Regions from separate parts of the Sus scrofa genome. Here region 2 is linked to region 1. Evidence: chromatin contacts called from public Hi-C data. All regions are on one chromosome and are shown on one strand. The core of a region is the stretch at or near the end of the contact, and the rest is flanking DNA. Distances in the headings are between cores, read along the strand shown. Region 1 holds the start of TSPYL5 (testis-specific Y-encoded-like protein 5). Region 2 holds the start of SDC2 (syndecan 2).

What was found. Hi-C and Micro-C count contacts between places; a contact is called where the count stands out from the background.
Region 2: a Hi-C map of embryonic fibroblasts shows a contact between it and region 1, with 2.0 times the contacts expected there. The contact joins the promoter of SDC2 here to the promoter of TSPYL5 in region 1. A contact is called at or near these places in 1 of 47 Hi-C or Micro-C datasets (embryonic fibroblasts) and 1 of 2 datasets of contacts at active chromatin or transcription factors (skeletal muscle).

What each region holds. Positions count from the first base shown.
Region 1 is chr4:39,361,609-39,364,362 of Sscrofa11.1, forward strand. TSPYL5 (testis-specific Y-encoded-like protein 5) reads left to right here and starts at 1,337. Exons shown (of 2, transcript XM_021089072.1): 1 at 1,337-2,754. The coding sequence starts at 1,361. The coding sequence ends at 2,695.
Region 2 is chr4:40,127,941-40,130,789 of Sscrofa11.1, forward strand. SDC2 (syndecan 2) reads right to left here and starts at 1,543. Exons shown (of 5, transcript NM_001315754.1): 1 at 1,229-1,543. The coding sequence starts at 1,288.

The DNA of each region.
Region 1 (2,754 bases), core at 87-2,586:
GGGGTGGGGCCTGAAATCCTGCATTTTTAACAAGCTACCAGGTGATGCCAGGCTGCCAGGCCACCACCACACACTGAGTAATGAGAGTAAAGAGGTATGGGGAACCCAGGGACTTTGGGGCTCACATCTCCATTAGCTGGCTGCAAGGGCCTTTTTGTTCCCTTTGAGCTTGTTGAGCTTAAAAGGACAACCCGAAAACTTTCACATTGGTCACAACCTCATCACTGGCCTCACTATTTCACCTGGCTGGTAAAAGCACAGTCCAGGGCTCTTTCAGGAATACGAGATAGGTTATCCAGCTCTTTCAATTAAGGGTCTGAGATGTTTCTAGGGCCTCCTCCCTGCCAACACTATGGAGGCTCTGCTTCTGAATCTTAACCTGGATAGCCTGGCTCCGCTCCTTGAATAAGAATTCTCTGAGCACTTTCTTGTCTTCCTCCAATTACAGGAGTTCTGACTTGTAGCCTTCATTCCTGGCCCTGTGATTTGAGTGATAGCTCAGCTTGAACTACACCGGAGGCAGCTAGAAGACTCGGGTGATGGTCCCAGGATGCAGAGGTGCTCTGCTGATGCTGGTTTAAGAGGCAAGGCTGGCATTCTGAAGACCCAGTGCAGGAGTTTACAGCTGAGCAGGTCTGGAAGAACTAGCCACTTGGGAATATAAAACAAAGGTTGAGTCAGATAGGTTTGGGTTAGAATTGTGCTTCCATCCTTTCCTGTGTTATCTCAGGAATGTTCCTTGGCCTCTCTGAGCCACTGTTTTCTCATCTGGAAAATAAGAATGGTAACAATACCTCCATCATATACTGCGAAAATGCATATAAAGCACTTAGTAAAGTGCCGGATACATAACGATTGTCCCAAAATACTAGTTGTTTTTATTTGTACAATTACTATTAACATTCCACCGCGCAGCAAATCGCCTGGTGGTTCTGGCATTATGGTACCTACCTTTACAGTCCCTGGAGTTAAGGTACCAGAGCAAATCTCTAAGCAAAGGTTTTCAAAGATCAGACATAAAGACCAGCAGTAGTTTCATCACAATAGAAGTCACAGCAGATAGGTGAATGGTCTGAAGATGTTTAGTTTAGAAAGCCCATGATGGGAGGGACGGATGTGATGGCTGTCTTGAGGGTGTTTTGTGTGAGGGGCCCGCCGAGGGCACAACTGAGACTTGGGGGAAGACACCAAACGGAAGCAAACCCTCCGCTCACAGTGAAAGGGAGCTGGGGTGAGATGCGGGTGGGGGGGCGTCTGTGAGGGTCGGCTGGTGCGCAGCTGCGGCGGCGGAGCCAATCACCGGGCGCATCCCGTCCTCGCGCGATGGTATAGTCGTGCAGTCGTGACGTCGGCGGTTGCCATGGAGAGGCCCGCCGGTAGGGACCGCGAGCTGGCGCCAGGGGCCGCAGGGTCGGAGCGTGGCTTTGAAGCCGAGTCCGCTACCACCATGAGCGGCCGAAGTAGGGGTAGAAAGTCCTCCCGCGCCAAGAGCCGGGGCAAAGGCCGCGCCAAAGGCCGAGTCCGCGCTGCTCCTGATGACGCCCCACGCGACCCGGACCCTCCACAGTGCCAGAGGCTCGGGGAGGAGACCAAGGCGGCACAGGTGCAGGCTGGCGCGGGTTGGGGTGGCCTGGAAACCGCTGCGCCCGCGCCGCCCCGCCGGCCCGGGGAAGAGGACGCCTGTCGGCTCCCCCTGGACTGTGGCCTCGCGCTCCGGGCCCGGGCTGCGGGGGATCGCGGGCAGGCCGCGACCAGGCCCGGCCAGGGGAAGGCCGCATCCCTCTCAGAGCGTCTGACGACAGACACCGTCTTCGTAGGAACCGTGGGAACCGTGGGAAGACCGAAAAATGGCCCCCGCGTTGGAAATCGGCGCGGCCCGGCTGGGAAGAAGGCCTCAGATACCTGTAGCGCAGCGGGGAGGGGGCCTTCGGCCGTAGCCGGTGGGAAGCCGAAGAAAGGGACTGCTGGGGAGTCTGCCTCCGTTCCAGTGGTAGAGGAGAAGAAGGTGGAGAAGGATGCAGGGTCGGGGCCTCCAGCGACAGAAGGCAGCATGGATACGCTGGAGAACGTCCAGTTGAAGCTGGAGACCATGAACGCCCAGGCGGACAGGGCCTACCTGCGGCTCTCTCGCAAGTTTGGCCAGTTGCGCCTGCATCATTTAGAGCGCCGGAACCTCCTCATCCAGAACATCCCAGGCTTCTGGGGGCAGGCGTTTCAGAACCACCCCCAGCTCTCGTCCTTTCTGAACAACCAAGATAAAGAGGTACTCGGCTACTTGAATAGCTTGGAGGTGGAAGAGCTTGGCCTCGCCAGATTGGGCTACAAAATCAAGTTCTACTTTGGGCGCAACCCCTATTTCCAAAATAAGGTGCTCATCAAGGAATACGGGTGTGGTCCATCCGGCCAGGTGGTGTCTCGTTCAACTCCAATCCAGTGGCTCCCAGGGCATGATCTCCAGACCCTAAGTCAGGGCAACCCAGACAACAGCCGGAGCTTCTTTGGGTGGTTTTCCAACCACAGCTCCATTGAGTCTGACAAGATTGTGGAGATAATCAACGAGGAATTGTGGCCCAATCCTCTGCAGTACTACCTGATGAGTGAAGGGGCCCGTGCAGAGAAAGGAAAGGAGGGCCGGCCAGGTCCAACAAGGCAGCCAGTGGAGACCCCTGAGCCTGGGGTCAACAAGTCCAACTGAGCCTGCACAAGTCTCCCTCCTACCTCCTGCTGGACCCGTGCCTGGCTGACCACATGTGT
Region 2 (2,849 bases), core at 293-2,792, 770 kb after region 1:
AAACAGCTGCACTCCCTAACCGAGGTCCCAGACCGCAATGAGGCTGCAGACGTGATCCGGGTGCTGGGATTCCACCCAGCCGGACAAAGCTCAGAGCGCCCAGGTAGGGGCCGTCACGCACAAATCAAAACCCAGGAGGCAGTTCCCTTTAGAGGGCGCTCATTGGGTGTCGGAGGGAAACAAGCTCCAACCCCCGAAACGCGACCCAAAGGGGGAGAAAGCAAGTTCCCACCGCCGAGGCCAGGGAGGGAAGCTAGATGCCCGCTTTCGGGCCCGTGGGAGAAGAGACTCCTCCAAGCCTCGGTGCACCCCAGCCGGGGCCCGCGAGGACGAGCGTGGCGGGCTGGAAGCCCCGGTTCTCCGAGCAGCCAGGCGACCCGAGGCCAAGCTCAGTGTCTCAGGCACCTCACCTCGCCCAGCTGCTGCACTTGAGCGCAACCCCTACCAAAATGCCCTCCTGTTCCTTAGGGCCCGCAAGCCGCCCCCCGACCCTCAAGGAGGTCGGGTCGTTGCAAGACTTGGAGTCCAGGGGTCCGCATCCTGGCATTTTGGGGCGCATCCCGCTCACCCCCCAAGGGACCGACGACTGTGCCTCCGCGGGTAGCTTATCCACGCAGTGTCTGCTCCCTTACCCCAGCCACCCGGAACATCAAACAAAAGAACTTTTGCAAACTTTCCTCTCCGGACACTCGCGGGTTTCTCAAAGCTGGGCCCCATCTCCCCAGAACGTGCATTCAATGGAGTAGGAAAGCTGGCGTGGGGGTGTGTGTGTGCTGACAAAGGGACCCCAAAGTTTCCAGGTCGTTCCTGGGTCTCCGGGAGCGCGCGGAGGGGACCAGTTCTCACGCTGCCCTTTCCCGACATCCTCTCTCCGGCCACCCTTCCCCATCGGTCCTTCCCGGCCATAAAGAAAGACCCTCCGAGGGCGAAGAAGTTGGGAGAGATTTCTGGGGCCTCTGCGGTTCGACAAAACTGCCGTACTCTCTTGCTGATCCCGGGGGACCTCCAGGCAACTCCAGGGAGCGGCGCTTTTCTGCGGGAAAGGGAGGAGGGAAGGGGCGGAGGAGCGAGCGCATTTGTCCCAGCAGATCCCCGGGGGCCGAGCTGACACAGCTGGGAGTGGGGGGCATCCCCCAGGTGGCGCTCCCCGACTCCCCGCGGGCTCTGCGCACCCCGCTCGGCCTCGACACCCTATGTGGCGCGCGCGTCCCCCTCCTGGCCCACTCACCGACTCCGCCGACACGCAGGCCACCAAGCCCAAGGTGAGCAGGATCCAAACGCGCCGCATATTCCCCGGGGATCGGCTGCTCCCAGCCGCCGCTTGCAACCAGAGAGAAGCGGAACCTCTTGCTCAGCGCCCGGCGCAGCCCGCGCCGAAGAATCCGGAGCGGAGCAGCCTCCGCGACCGCGGCTCCGGCTCGGGGGCTCGGGGGTTCGGGCTCGGGACTCCGGGGCGCTCGCTTCTTCTTCCTGCGCCTGCTCCCGCTGCCCGCGGCTGCGCTGGGGGAACGCGGCGCCTTCTCACTTGTTGGTTCCTACACTCCCGACGCCGAGTTGTTGCTCCGGGGAGGCAGCTCTCTGGAGCCTTTCTTGCTCTGCTGTAGTTTTACTCCTCCGCGGACTCCTTCCCCGTGTCGCGGCTCGGTTTCTGATTTTTGAGGAATAAATTAGATGGCTTGGAATGTAGCTGCAGCTGAAGTTTGGGGGCAGAGCGGTGGGGGCGCGAGATCCGCGCGGCTGGAGCTCTGGGAGTATCTGGAGAGAAGCGCGTCCGGCAGGGCTAGTGGCTCCGCGGCTGCGCCCCTCCTCCTCCCGCGCCGCCGCCTCCCTCCCAGGGTCCTCCTCCTCCACCTCCTCTTCTCCTCCCGCTCCCTCCCTCCCTCCCCAGCCAGCTTCTCTGGGCTTCTCCGGGCCACTCGGGAGAGGAGGCGGCTGTGTGACTCCCTGCTAAACCCGGGAGAAATTCCTACAGGATTACACCGCGATTGGCAGCTCGGGGGACCAGTGGCCGCCGGCAGCTCCGCGCTGTGGCTGCTCTGGGTCTGCTCGTCTGCAATCTGTGCTCCGGCGCTCCTTTATTTTCTGGCTTCCTTCTCCCCTTACCCCTTCGCCTTTTCCTCTCGCCTCCCCCTTGCTCCTTCTCTATTTTCTATTCTCTTTCACTTTTCTGGAGAAAGATCGGTGAAGCGACGAGACATATTTAGCTTTTCTGCCGGCTGGAATTCGACCAGTAGCAAGAAGCTGCTTTGAGAGTTGGAAAAAACACACACACACACCAAGTTTACAGATGCTTTCAAGCAGTGTAAAGTGTTCATAAATCGCTAGTTCATGAAAATTGTATTTTAAAAGCGAAAACAATAAACGTAATAAACGTGTGTTGAGCATTTCCCACCCACCCTAACGCCCCCCCCCCAAAAAAAAAATCTGGAGGAAAGCTCCCATAAACCCAAAACGCAACCCTTTAAAAGCTCATAATTTCATTAAGGGCTTAAATACCATTTCTGCCTCACACATGGTTTAAGCCCCGAAGGCATTTTATAGGCTCCATTTCAACATAGAGGTGTTAATGTTTGGAAGCTACAAATAGGGCAATTTGATGAGAAATTGGATAGAGACCCTGAACAATAACAGATTGAAGAGAACTTCAAAGAAAAGCAGGATAAAGTAATTTCTAGTTTGAAGAAAATGATGAGCATGTGTTTCCTGAATGGAAGTAATTGGTCCCAAGTATTTTGTGGTGAAGTCTTTTTTTTTTTTTTTTTTTTTTTTTCAGTTCTGTGTCTCTAGTGCACTACCGGACATGGCAAACTCCCTGCCAGTTTCTACCACTATTTTTCTCTCTAATTTCT